Linked DNA regions of Cyprinus carpio: region 1 is linked to region 2. The links are chromatin contacts, called in public Hi-C maps. All regions are on one chromosome and are shown on one strand. The core of a region is the stretch at or near the end of the contact, and the rest is flanking DNA. Distances in the headings are between cores, read along the strand shown. Region 1 holds the start of LOC109113276 (AT-rich interactive domain-containing protein 1B-like). Region 2 holds the start of tmem242 (transmembrane protein 242).

The links. Hi-C and Micro-C count contacts between places; a contact is called where the count stands out from the background.
Region 1: a contact with region 2 is called in a Hi-C map of liver, with 6 times the contacts expected there. The contact joins the promoter of LOC109113276 here to the promoter of tmem242 in region 2. A contact is called at or near these places in 5 of 8 Hi-C or Micro-C datasets (liver and skeletal muscle).

What each region holds. Positions count from the first base shown.
Region 1 is chrB20:5,194,729-5,200,993 of ASM1834038v1, reverse strand. LOC109113276 (AT-rich interactive domain-containing protein 1B-like) reads left to right here and starts at 4,420. Exons shown (of 21, transcript XM_042746443.1): 1 at 4,420-5,674. The coding sequence starts at 4,667.
Region 2 is chrB20:4,339,857-4,345,745 of ASM1834038v1, reverse strand. It overlaps tmem242 (transmembrane protein 242), which reads right to left and starts at 3,970. Exons shown (of 4, transcript XM_019126062.2): 1 at 3,818-3,970; 2 at 2,049-2,149; 3 at 76-213. The coding sequence starts at 3,890. It overlaps zdhhc14 (palmitoyltransferase ZDHHC14), which reads left to right and starts at 4,635. Exons shown (of 9, transcript XM_042746452.1): 1 at 4,635-5,774. The coding sequence starts at 5,521.

The sequences.
Region 1 (6,265 bases), core at 3,171-5,670, 850 kb before region 2:
GTACCACATATGTCATGTCATGAGTCCCATAAAGTTTGAAGCATTAGAGGCATCAAACACCATTGGTTTTTGGTTTATGTCATGACCAAGTGTTATTGAATCACCCCAGCCATTTTTAGAGCTACTGCAGAGGGCTGCAGATCTGTTGCTAGCAAAAATCACAGGGCTTCAAAAGACTTGAATCACAGTGGACCATTGTACTATATAAAAGTAGCATTGCACTTATATGGTACTTTTGTTACACATACAAAAAGAAAAATAATAGCAATATGAGTTTGGACTTCAATGCTTTATATGAAAATGACATTTTAAGTTAAGACAGTTACTTTAAGACAGATAGTTTAGATTTAGATTAGTTTAAGACCTCTCTGTGTGGGGTCATAACCATTAAATATGACATTTTAAAGGTCAAGTCAATACAGATTGTTTTGAAGCAGCTTCACAGTAATAAACGAAAATAACAGTATTATTATGATTCAACTATGAACTGAATATAATTTTAGCTGTGATGCAGCTCTAAAAAGACATTAGTGTCATTATTCATCTCAAGTCAGCTTAGCCCAAGCACTAATGTAATTTATATACATATATTAAATTTCCATTTATAAAATATATTATCATTTTCAGTAAAAACATACAAATAAGTTATTAGAAATTGTAACAATTTTATAGTGTCCCATACAAATATTTATGTTAATGTATGTGTAATACAATAAAAAAAATATGTTATGTACATAATTATTCATCCTAAAAACCTGTCAATACATGCTGATATCATATAAGTAAATATAAAGGATAGATGTATTTAAAGCAGTTTTTACAAAAACATACAGTATAAGCAGACAGCTTTTTGGATATATGTTGTTTTAATATAGTTGTGTAAAATATATATTGTTGACATGTATGGTTGCTACTTATAATACCATATAAAACCATCATATAGATGTTATTAACATATGTATACAAGTTTTACTATAGGGATTTTACATAAATGTATATGTTATAAACTTATATCTGCATCTTTCCAGAGAATGTACTGTATGTATTTGAAAATTATATCACCTAACAGGTAACACAGTATATGGCAATATCACTTATGATATACTGTAGGGCAATAATATATTACATCTCTTTATGGGAGAGTTGATTCAGTTCAGTTCAGTAACAGTGTCATTATCCGGCTCAATTTAGTTCATATTTTAATAGTTACAAGTGCAGTCAAATTGATAATAAAAATAATAATAAAAAAACCTTTTTATTTAAACTGCTATGACAAGATGTCATTTTAAAACCTGACGTGTCTTTTTGCATACACAATGCATAATTTGATCTTAAACAGTAATAGTAAAAAATAATTGCTATTGGATGGCTGTCTCCAGTCCATGCTGAATAATTCAGTCCATCATTTGCTTGACCTTGAAAGCGTAAGACTTTCTGTCATTTACTACTTTGTATTAGAATGTGTTGCTTTTCTATTGTGGAGAAAACGCTTGCAGTGTCACAGCATCACTCTGGAGCTAAGCCTGACTGCCTGAGTGTTTTTTTTGTCTGACCCAGTTTCTGTGCTTGAGCTGCTGCCACTGCTGCTGGGGGAGGTCCTTTCACATCCTGCTCACGCTGAACAGGCCGAGCCATCCCCAGAGCAGGCCTACCTCTCCAACATACACATATCACCCCATTAAGAGCTGTCATTTTAGAGATACAGCAGTTTAAGCAATATTCCAACAATTTCTTGCTTAAGGGAGAAGCCTCCTGTATGTATTGTTAATGGTGAGATACAAATCTGCAAGTAACAGAATTGGTAACTGCATGATGAAATTAGCTGCTCTTGCCACTTAAAACAGCATAAAACTTAATTAACAGCTGAGAAATATAGCGAAAACACAATATAATATTTTTTTTCTGTGAGTTTTCTAGAGCACAGAATGATATATCCTGTGATTCAGTCTATCTGTGTGATGTGTTGGGCTGCAGAGAAATGGATTGAGACCAATTCCACTGCACTGAAGAAAATCTGGCATGGAATTGTTGAGATTTAGAGAGTGGGTTGCCGATTGTTGATTTAATGTTGACGACTGTGTCATAAATCAGAAAAATGCAGCAACGAAAGTCAAAATGCAATGTCTGTGTAACATGTTTCTATTACGATGAGTTCATGTGGTTGGTTTTTGAAGGCAATGTGTAGCCTTACCATGTAACCAATATCTCACAGTCCCGATCATATGGATCAGCAGTTGGGGGAAAGAATAGTAATGGTGCAAGTCATAAATGTCCTTTTTTAGTTTTTTATTTAAAACTTATTTTTTGTGTTTTATTAAACACTGTAGTCATTATTATATTTCCGAAGCTTACTTGTATTTGTTGTATCAGGGGTCTCCATACCCATCCCTGGAAAGCTAGCGTCCTTCAGATTTTAGCTCCAACCCTAAACAAACCTGATCAGCTAATCAAGGTAGGTTTAAGGTTCATTAATATTTACAGGCAGGTGTGTTGGAGCAGGGTTAGAACTGGAGATCCCCGGTAGACCATAAAGCAAGATTAGTTCCTATAGCTCAGAAAGCACTGGCAACCCCAAAGTAATAAGTTTAATTCCTTAGGAAATGCATGGACAAAATGTATATCCTGAATTTGCTTTGGAAGGAAGCATATATCAAATGCATAAATAAAAAAAATAAAAAAACATGCTGTTAAAACTCTGTGCAAAAGTAAACATTGCTATTATTACAACAGCATATGTTTTAAAATTCCAAAATTTCATTTTAAATGTCATGTTTGCATTCATACATACAGTATTTACGACATTATTAATGCATTTGACGCCTCTCCACAGCATTAAAAAGTAAATGCACCTTTTTTAGGAAAATAGGCCACGTCAGATATAACGTCCATGTCGCCTTTGCAGTGTAACGAACGTATAGGTTCACTAATTATAGTTTAACTTTGTATTATGTTCAGTTTCTGGGTACAATTTTGATGGAGCGGGTCAAATTGACCCCAATCGCCTTCAATGCAATTCCCTAAATATCACATTATTAAAAACAAGAAGGAATCAGGTATGAACAGAAATATTTTAATATCAGTATTTGTCACACAGTGCAAACAATTAAGATCAAAAAGTATAATTTTTTAAAAATGTGTTTAACCACATTTTTAATCCCTTAACTGTTACCGTCCCGCTGGTAGAAGTTTACTTCTATACGTATATTCTATACTACTATATTACAGTTAAATCCTAATCTAATCGTGACAAACTATATATCGTTGGAAAGGTCTAAGACTTCAAAATAGATATTTTATCACTGTTTTTGTTACAAATTATGTAGGAATAGTAATAGATTAATTTATGACAAGAGTGCACCTCAAAACATATAATTCATCATACTTTAATAGGAGTTCTGACCTTTGTCACAAAAGTAATCACCATGAGTTATATATCATTTGAAAGCTTAAAACCTCAAAATTCATCCTGTAGAAATCATTTTGAAATTGGACATTGCATTACCATGGAAATGATACTTTAAATTATTTTAGCGGGCTCCTCCCCCTTAGTAATACATTTTGTCATTTTACAAAATATATTACGGTCATTTAGAATCAAAACTTTTTAGAATCTTGACAAAATATATATCATCAGAAAGGTCAGAAAGATTCCATATTTGGTGGTTATTTTGTGAAGAATTTATAGATTTGTGACAGAAAAATTCAGTTTAAAAAAATCAATAGAGTTTGAATGGCACCCGGTGGCTAGTTTTGGTAAATTTGGAACACGACTTATTTACACATGTTCTTAGCCTTAAATGAGAAAAAGTAAATAATAATAATAATAATAATAATAATCTGGAAGAAAAAGATAAATAGTATTTCATATACGTTGAAAATAGAAATGATAGCTCACTTTTACCATCCGAGTCTGAGAAAGTATTTTTTCAGCACTGAAAATAATGAAAAAAAGCTATTTTTTTCCCTTTCCAGGATAGCAAAACACTCAAATTGACCCGCGAACATCAAAATCGTCAGAAAATTATTTGTGTGCACTTCAAAACACATCAGTGAACATAATACAAGGGTTAGCTATTTAAAATGGAATGAATTCAAATGTAAATACAGAAATCCTAAGATTCCGAATCAGCCGGTCCGTGTTTTCCAGCGGACTCAGCGCAGAGCAGTGGAGAGCTGGAGGAGATGCTTGATAATGCCATGCTGGAGCAAAGGGGCTCCGGTAGGGGTCTTATGCACATTTATACACGGTCACATTTGCCTCTGTGGGAATTGGATGTTTGGTATTGCAAATAAACTTCTGAATAAGTGAAAATATATTAACGCCTCTGCTCATCCCCAAACACCACCAGTTAAACGTATATTTCAGTATATATATATATATATATATATTTTTTTTTTCTGTTTCAACGCCTCAGTAATTGTTTTCACAGATCGTGCCCATGCAACACACAGTCATCCCCTGACAGGACGGCGCTGGCAAGGGCTCCATCCACGATCCCAAATCTAATGGTGTGAGTGAGGAGGAATCGGTGTGATGTGGGGCTGTGCGCTGCCTCAATGAATAATGTAGATGGGCATCAGCATGCGTCTATAGTCTCTGCGAAAGCACGGACGCTGAGAATCAACGCACACAGCCTTTTCTGCTCATTTAACCGCGACTTCGAGTATGGAAACGGGTCTGGTCGCGAATCATCAAGTGAAAAATGTTGGAAGCGGAGATCCCCCTCCTTCGCCTCATCATCGCACACCTCCACAGCAACAGTCGCAAGCATCATTCCATCAGCAGCCACAGCAGCGAGCCGTGCACAACAACAACAACAACATCAACCCGACACCCGTGCGCGGAGATCGACAGCAGCATGGAGGGAAAGAAAACGCTCTGGAGACGCAGGTCGATCGCCATCCGCGTTTGCTGAACACGAGCGACGAGGAAGAGCGCTCGTCCAAAACCGGCGGGGATCGGATGGGCAGCAGGTACGAGCACTCACACTTTGGACCAACGAGCAACAATAATAACAACAACAACACCGGCGGCGGCGCGTCCCAAAGCGGGAACAGCTCCGTTTCTGAGTTTAATCATTATTACGGGAATGGAAGAGGAGGGCCTTGCTTTGATCAACATGGCGGACAACAAAGCCCTAGGACTGCTTTAATGCATCAAGCACAGGGCAGCATGGATCAAGTGCAAAACTCCCACGAAGGGTATCATAATAATCCGTACAACCACTATCCCAACTACCGGCCGGGGTACGGTGGCGCTGGATACGGTATGATGAGCCCGTCGCGGCAGGGGAACATGATGGGCCCAGGCACCAACTCGCCTACTGCCGCTGCTAGTCATGGCAAGGCTGCTATGGCCTCAACTAACGTTACCCCAGCTCCCGGTGCCAACGTTGGGGGCTTTCAGAGGTTCCCCGGACAAAACCAGCAGCACCCTTCTGGAGCTACACCCACCCTAAACCAGCTCCTGACATCTCCGAGTCCGATGATGCGCGGATATGGCAGCGGTTATCAAGACTACAGCAACCCGCCGCAGCAGCAGCAGCAGTCCGGGATGGGTTTGGGCAAAGACATGAGCTCCCCGTACAGCTCCGCCGCCAGCCACGGCTGGGGAGCACAACAAAGAAGCCACCCGGCCATGAGTCCTGGGAATAACGGGAACGGCAGAGCTCAGGTGAACGTTTTAGCTTGCGTACGTGTGTGTCAAGTTTCGCATGCAGGTCTAGCCGTGGCCTGATGCTACTCGTATTACTAGCTTCCAGTGTGCAGCTTTTATATTTATCCAATGCAAATTATCTGTGTAAAGGGTGGAATAGAATGCTGAGTTTGTTTTCTCCTGTTATAGTTATGATTATTCCGGGGTTTGTGCGTGTGTGTGGATTGACAGGCAGGAGAACATGTCAAGTTCTGCCCAAGGTGACTGTGCTAACGGTGTTAGCATGAGAGTTTAGCCTGCGCTGATACTTTCATTTCTGCTTTAAGATATGCCCGATACAGCGATAAGACATGCTGGGCTGCTTATATTCTCATAGACCGTATAATAATACAGCATTATTACCAAAAAGTCAGTGTTATTGAATAAATGATCGGTCGTGGTTTCGATAAAGAGCTCGTTAGTTCGGTGCCATTCAAATTGTGGAACATTCTAGCATTGCGCTGCTGCTAAATACAATTCGCTGCTTGTGCGTTTCGTTCCCGAGATCAATTGCGATTTTGTGCTCTAATTCTATTTTCCAGATAAAATTTCGATTTCGTTTTCAATGTT
Region 2 (5,889 bases), core at 2,721-5,220:
GTTGCAGATTATAGTGAGAAATAGGTGAAAGTGGGCACAAGGCATTTACAAACATCACTTTAAGCAGGTACGTACGCTGTGGACGCCCAGGGCCTTCCAAACGGTGAAGCTCAGGAGACCAACTCCACACCAGGCGTAAAGTGAACCCCATCCCAACGCCCGCAATGCTAACGACGCACCACTTTCTGGCACCGCAGCAGTTCCTATCACACCCTGAACACATCAAAAGATTGTACTGCAGATCTCGTATTGTACTGAAGTATTTTGTTCAGTATGCTTGCGCTTATAAGCTATTAATGTATATCATAATGTAATTTTTTATTTTTTGGCTGCAATAACAGACAACCAAACCTGCATTAAAAAGTAAATGGGGTCAATTTTGAATTAATCTAGACTTTAAGGATTGAGCATCATAAAACCCCATTATTTCTCAGATTTCAGGAGTAAAAACACATCTGCAACCACACTTAATAGTTCCCCTCCAAAATATAAAAGGTGAAAAAAAAAACAGATCATCAAGTAAAATACAGGTAAACCTAGCAAAATTCTTAAAAACATTATTAAAAATATAAACACATTTTAGCTCCACAACAAATAATTTAAATGCAACAGTATTCAGAACAGATATAAAAATATAGTGTAGGTATAAAACAAACATAATACTGGGATTCATTACAAACAGCATTAATTATAAATCCAAAACGATTTTAAAGAGAGTCAAACTACTGTAAAGCCCCCGATCAGGAACACATATTATTAAGGAAGTAAATAGGGACCATTTTGACTTCATGTCTAAGTAGTTTGTTTACGCAAGTCTCCAACAGATGCAGCCACCGCTAATGACATTAACTGATTTAATGTAATTTAGTGTTTTTAGTGCTCTGCATATTAGATTTGCTGTTATTAGAGCTAAGCATGTCGCAGCCATCGAGGAACGTGCTCTAGAAACAGATTTTAGCGTTTTTGTTAAACAATAATAAAAATGACAACTATAAAGTCATTATAATCATTATTTATAATCTAAATGATTTATTATTTGAGAGGATATAACAGGTCTAGTCAAGTGATTTGTCATTACTGGAACCGGGCAAGACACATGATCCGTCGCGTCACTGACCTCATACTGGATTTAGCCACTTAAAAAGCATTTTTGGCAAGACGTGTGTTTACTGATGTGAGAGTGGTCTAAAAATAGGAATGCAAAAAAAAAAAAAAAGACAAAACAAAGAGGCCTCTCTTTATTTCTGAGTTTATGTTCAAAACAAGTCATAAAATGGAATCGATGTCAGCATTTACGCAGTGTCTAATTCAGTGAAGTTCGCAGACATCAGCCTGCCATGCTCTGCTGATTAGATGAATAACCAGAGCACAAACAGCTTCCAAGAAAGAAGAAAATGATTTCTGTAAGCAGAGGAGCACTATGATGTCACATTTTCAAAATATTTAAGGACTAGGACTAATATAACACACTGAATGGGACTAAAAAAAAACATTTGCTCACATTCTGAGCTACGTTTTAAATCTCATTTTTCTTTGCGTCTTAGTTGAGTTGAATATTATAGCTGATGATGATAATAACCATAATACAATAATAGGATTTCTTATTCCCAAAATAATAATAGGATTTCTTATTCCTAAAATAATAATAATAATAATAGGACACTGTGTCAGGGTAATGTTTTTGGAACACTGTTGAGTTGAATATTAATTTTGATAGAAAAAATAATCACACTAAATAAAATGATGGTAACACTTTACTTAAAGCCTTTATGTACAATGCATTATAAAAGTAGTTTTAATGCATTAATTATGCATTGTAATGCACGTTATAATGCATTACACCATTTAATAACCCTTGCATTATACATAAAGACTTTAATTAAAGTGTTACCAAAATTATTTTACAACAGCTGTTGTAATTTCTTCACTTATATGGCATTTAAATCCTTATTTTCACAAAACCCCAAAAGAAAACTGTTGATTTTAAGTGTGTAGTTGACGCATGTTAGTACTAAATGTCAGTAATGTATTGCAGAAAAGCTTGATACCTTATTGAACCAGTCAGGACTCTTCTTCTTAGCCACGGCAAGGGTGCAACCGAACCCTGCAATCATACCTGCTGTGGCTACAGTAGTGAGGAAAGCACCGGCTGAATAAGAGACAACAGACTGAGGTCAACATTTTAAAGGAATAGTCATAGTTATGAACATGCGGTCGATAACGTGACAACACTGTCTGCTTCAACAGCAGTCTGGACAATAATATATACACCGCAGTAATAACACTGATCCAAAAGCTACTGGACTGAAGAATCAAGTACTACAACTGCACTGCTGGAGGCATCATTAACTAACACTGACTGCAGCACATTTTGGTTTTTTTGGCAGAGAGTGCAGGTCCAGAGCCAGACTCATGCATTCATCTTCTACAGACCGCATGAAGTAACAGCACCGTGACACACGCACAGAGCGCAAACAGAGCAGAGGACCATAGAAACTGATTTTAGTGTACTGTATAAAGAGGTCTGAGGATGTTAATCGATGGTATGCTTCAGTGATCTATCATTGATTAAGAAAATCATATTTAATTGCAGAATGATAAGTTACACTATCATGATCCTGACGAGAGAGTACATGTTTCCAAAAGTCAAAAATTAACTAAACAAGGCGCAGATGGCGTACACTCTTCTGTATCAGCCGCGCCACAATAGCACATTTTTTACGTGTATTTATGCTTTGGTTTGAAAGCAAACAATGCATCGGCGCAGCGCGATCAGAATTGCCAAAATGGTGCTACACTGATTTGGAGAAACACAGAGGAGAGGAATTGTTGAATAAAGTCGTTATTTTTGTTTTCTTCATGTACAAAAAGTATTCTCGTTGCTTCATAACGTTACGGTTGAACCACTGAAGGCAGATTGAGTATTCTGACGATGCTTTTCATACTTTTCTGGATCTTCACACTGTTATTTATTTGGCAGTCTATGGGGCAGTCACAAGCCTCCTGGTTTTCATCCAAAATATCTTAAATTGTGCTCCGAATACGAACGAAGCTTTTACACGTTTGGAACGACATGGAGGTAAGTGATTAATGACAAAGTTTTCATTTTGGGATGGAGTATCCCTTTAACAAGTTCACTAAAAAGATTTGACTCCAAGAAAGATTTGTCCACGAATCGTAAATCGTTACTTGCTAATTATTAAAAATACCAGAATTGTAGAATGTCGCGAATATGGACTTAACCGTCTTCATAAATTATTTGTGACCCTGGATCACTAAACCAGTCATAAGTCGCACAGCTATCTGTAGAAATAACCAACAATACATTGTGTGGGTCAAAATTATCGATTTTTCTTTTATGCCAAAAATCATTAGGATATTAGTTAAGATCATGTTCCATGAAGATATTTTGTAAATTTCTTACTGTAAATATATCAAAACCTAATTTTTGATTAGTAATATGCATTGCTAAGAACTTAATTTGGACAACTTTAAAGATGATTTTCTCAGTATTTAGATTTTTTTGCACCCTCAGATTCCAGATATTCAAATAGTTGTATCTCAGCCAAATATTGTCTTATGCTAACAAACTATACATCATTGGAAAGCTTATTTATTTAGCTCAATTAAAAAAATGGAGCCTTATGACTGGTTTTGTGGTTACATATGACATTTAACCTTTAGGTCTGGGTTTCTGCTTTAATGTATGATTAATCAGAATAAGGTCAGTTATCCAAATGAGTGACATCGACGGATAATTCATAAAGCTTAGTTCATAAACACCAATGGTCGAATATGCTATTAAAATACGTCAAACCTTTTATCAAGTGTGATTTGTCGTCTTCGGTGTCATTGAGTTGCCCACTCGCGCGCGTCTGCTCCACTGACATCTTGAACGGGTCCGACTGACACAGACTTCCGGCGGAAACACGTCAGGCGGAACGTTTCATAATACAAATGACGTACAGCTTTCACTGGGCATAAATGGCATAATAAGCCTGCCTGCTGTTATATTTATATATTTATAATTGAGACATGATAATAAGAATAAAATTAAACTAAATTCAAATAATGGCAGAGTAACAACAAGACCGTAAGGATTTGTGTTGTGCGGATACCCGCAGTTCTGTAGGTATTGTGTTTTATTTGTCATCATGACAAAACAATATCTTCAAACTCATAATAAAGTGAGATTTTGTGGAACTAGACATGTGTCTGTGAGAGGAGGACTGAGATTCCGCTGATCAGATCGGCTGTGTGTAAAACCGAGTGCCTAGACACCATCACAGACAGGGAGAAGGAGCTTAAACACGTTTGTGTGGTTATACTGTATTATTACAATATTTAAAAACATTATGAAATATTTTCTTATTTTATTTTGTTAGTGTTTTTAATAATGCTACAACATAAGCACACATAAAGCGCTTATATGCTGTCTATATAGGGAACTCCTTCACTCTGTTTTGAGATACATTAAAAAAATTGCAAACTTTTGAAATACATGCCACTGAAAGCAGTGTATGCTGGCAATTCACTCTTTTGAGGCATGCTCAAAAATGTTGTCTATATTGGCAGCTCGCTAGGTTTTAAAATATGGTCCCCAAAAAACGTGGTCTAGTGTTGCAGCTCACTGGGTTTTGAGGCTCATACTCGAAATGCTGTACTGTCAGATCACTAGGTTTTAAACCGTAACTCACTTTTGTTTTTTTGTTTTGAGCACACCCAAACATGCTGTCTACATAGACAGCTGGCTATGATTTGAGACGGCGCCGCTGTTTATAGGGTCATCGTGTGTTGTTCACGCTGGGATCCACTCCATCCACATCCTGCGCACAGCGATCCTTCCTCTCTCTCTCTCTCTCTCTCTCTCTCTCTCTCTCTCTCCTTCATCATCATCGATACAGATGACTAAACAGCCGCCTCTGTTTGTCTGCTGTTGCAGTATCGTGCATGCGGCGTCAGAACTAGATTTTTAGCAACCGATCGTGCACTGTAACCTCCCAGTGAACGGGTTTACGAGGACATCGGAAGGACGCTCTTAACGTTATATTCCTAATGTTTGGAGTGGATTTGGTTGCTTCTGAATCGCATTAACGGAGTTGCAAGCTTTAAGACGCCCGCAGACAAAGCGACATTTCTGGGCATGATGTCCACATGCCTCTGTGTCCTGGAGCGCATCCTGTTGTGTCGAGGATAGACATCTGCAATGAAGGAGCTATCCAAACAAACATGTGAACCAAACACGCGGATCTTATTTCCTTCCCATCGTTTCGGATGCACATATTAGCGTTTTTAACGCAATGCATTTAAAACATTGAAGATTTCAATGAAAACATGGAGATAAGAAAATGGTTCCTTGGTTACAGGTCCACGCTTTTCTTTGACTGGGTTGTGTAATGCTTCCTCCATCAGATCAGAGATGTTTCTTAGAGATCCAGCTGTCTCGTTAGTTCCTTAAGGACGTTTGAATTCTGATTCACTTGTGTTGCTTTAAAGTTGTGTTTTATTGCTGGTGGGTAGATGACGGGCAACATGCATCTTGGAGTCGAGGAGCCCATCCGAGAGTGCCAGTACAATCAGATCTGCACACACAACTCCTCACCCATGGACACTCCACACACCAAGAAGAAGAAGATCAAAAGGAAATGGCAGGTTTTTCCTGGCCGAAATAAGTTTTACTGCAACGGCAGGATAATGATGGCAAAGCAGACCGGGGTCTTCTATCTTACAACGGTTCTCATTTTGGTGACCAGTGGCCTCTTCTTTGCTTTTGAGTAAGTACATTGAAACACTAGATTCAGTGTCTTCTCTCTACTCCAGACATTAGCAAAAAACGTTTTTAGGCCATATACACTCTTAAAAATAAAGGTGCTTAAAGGGTTCTTCACA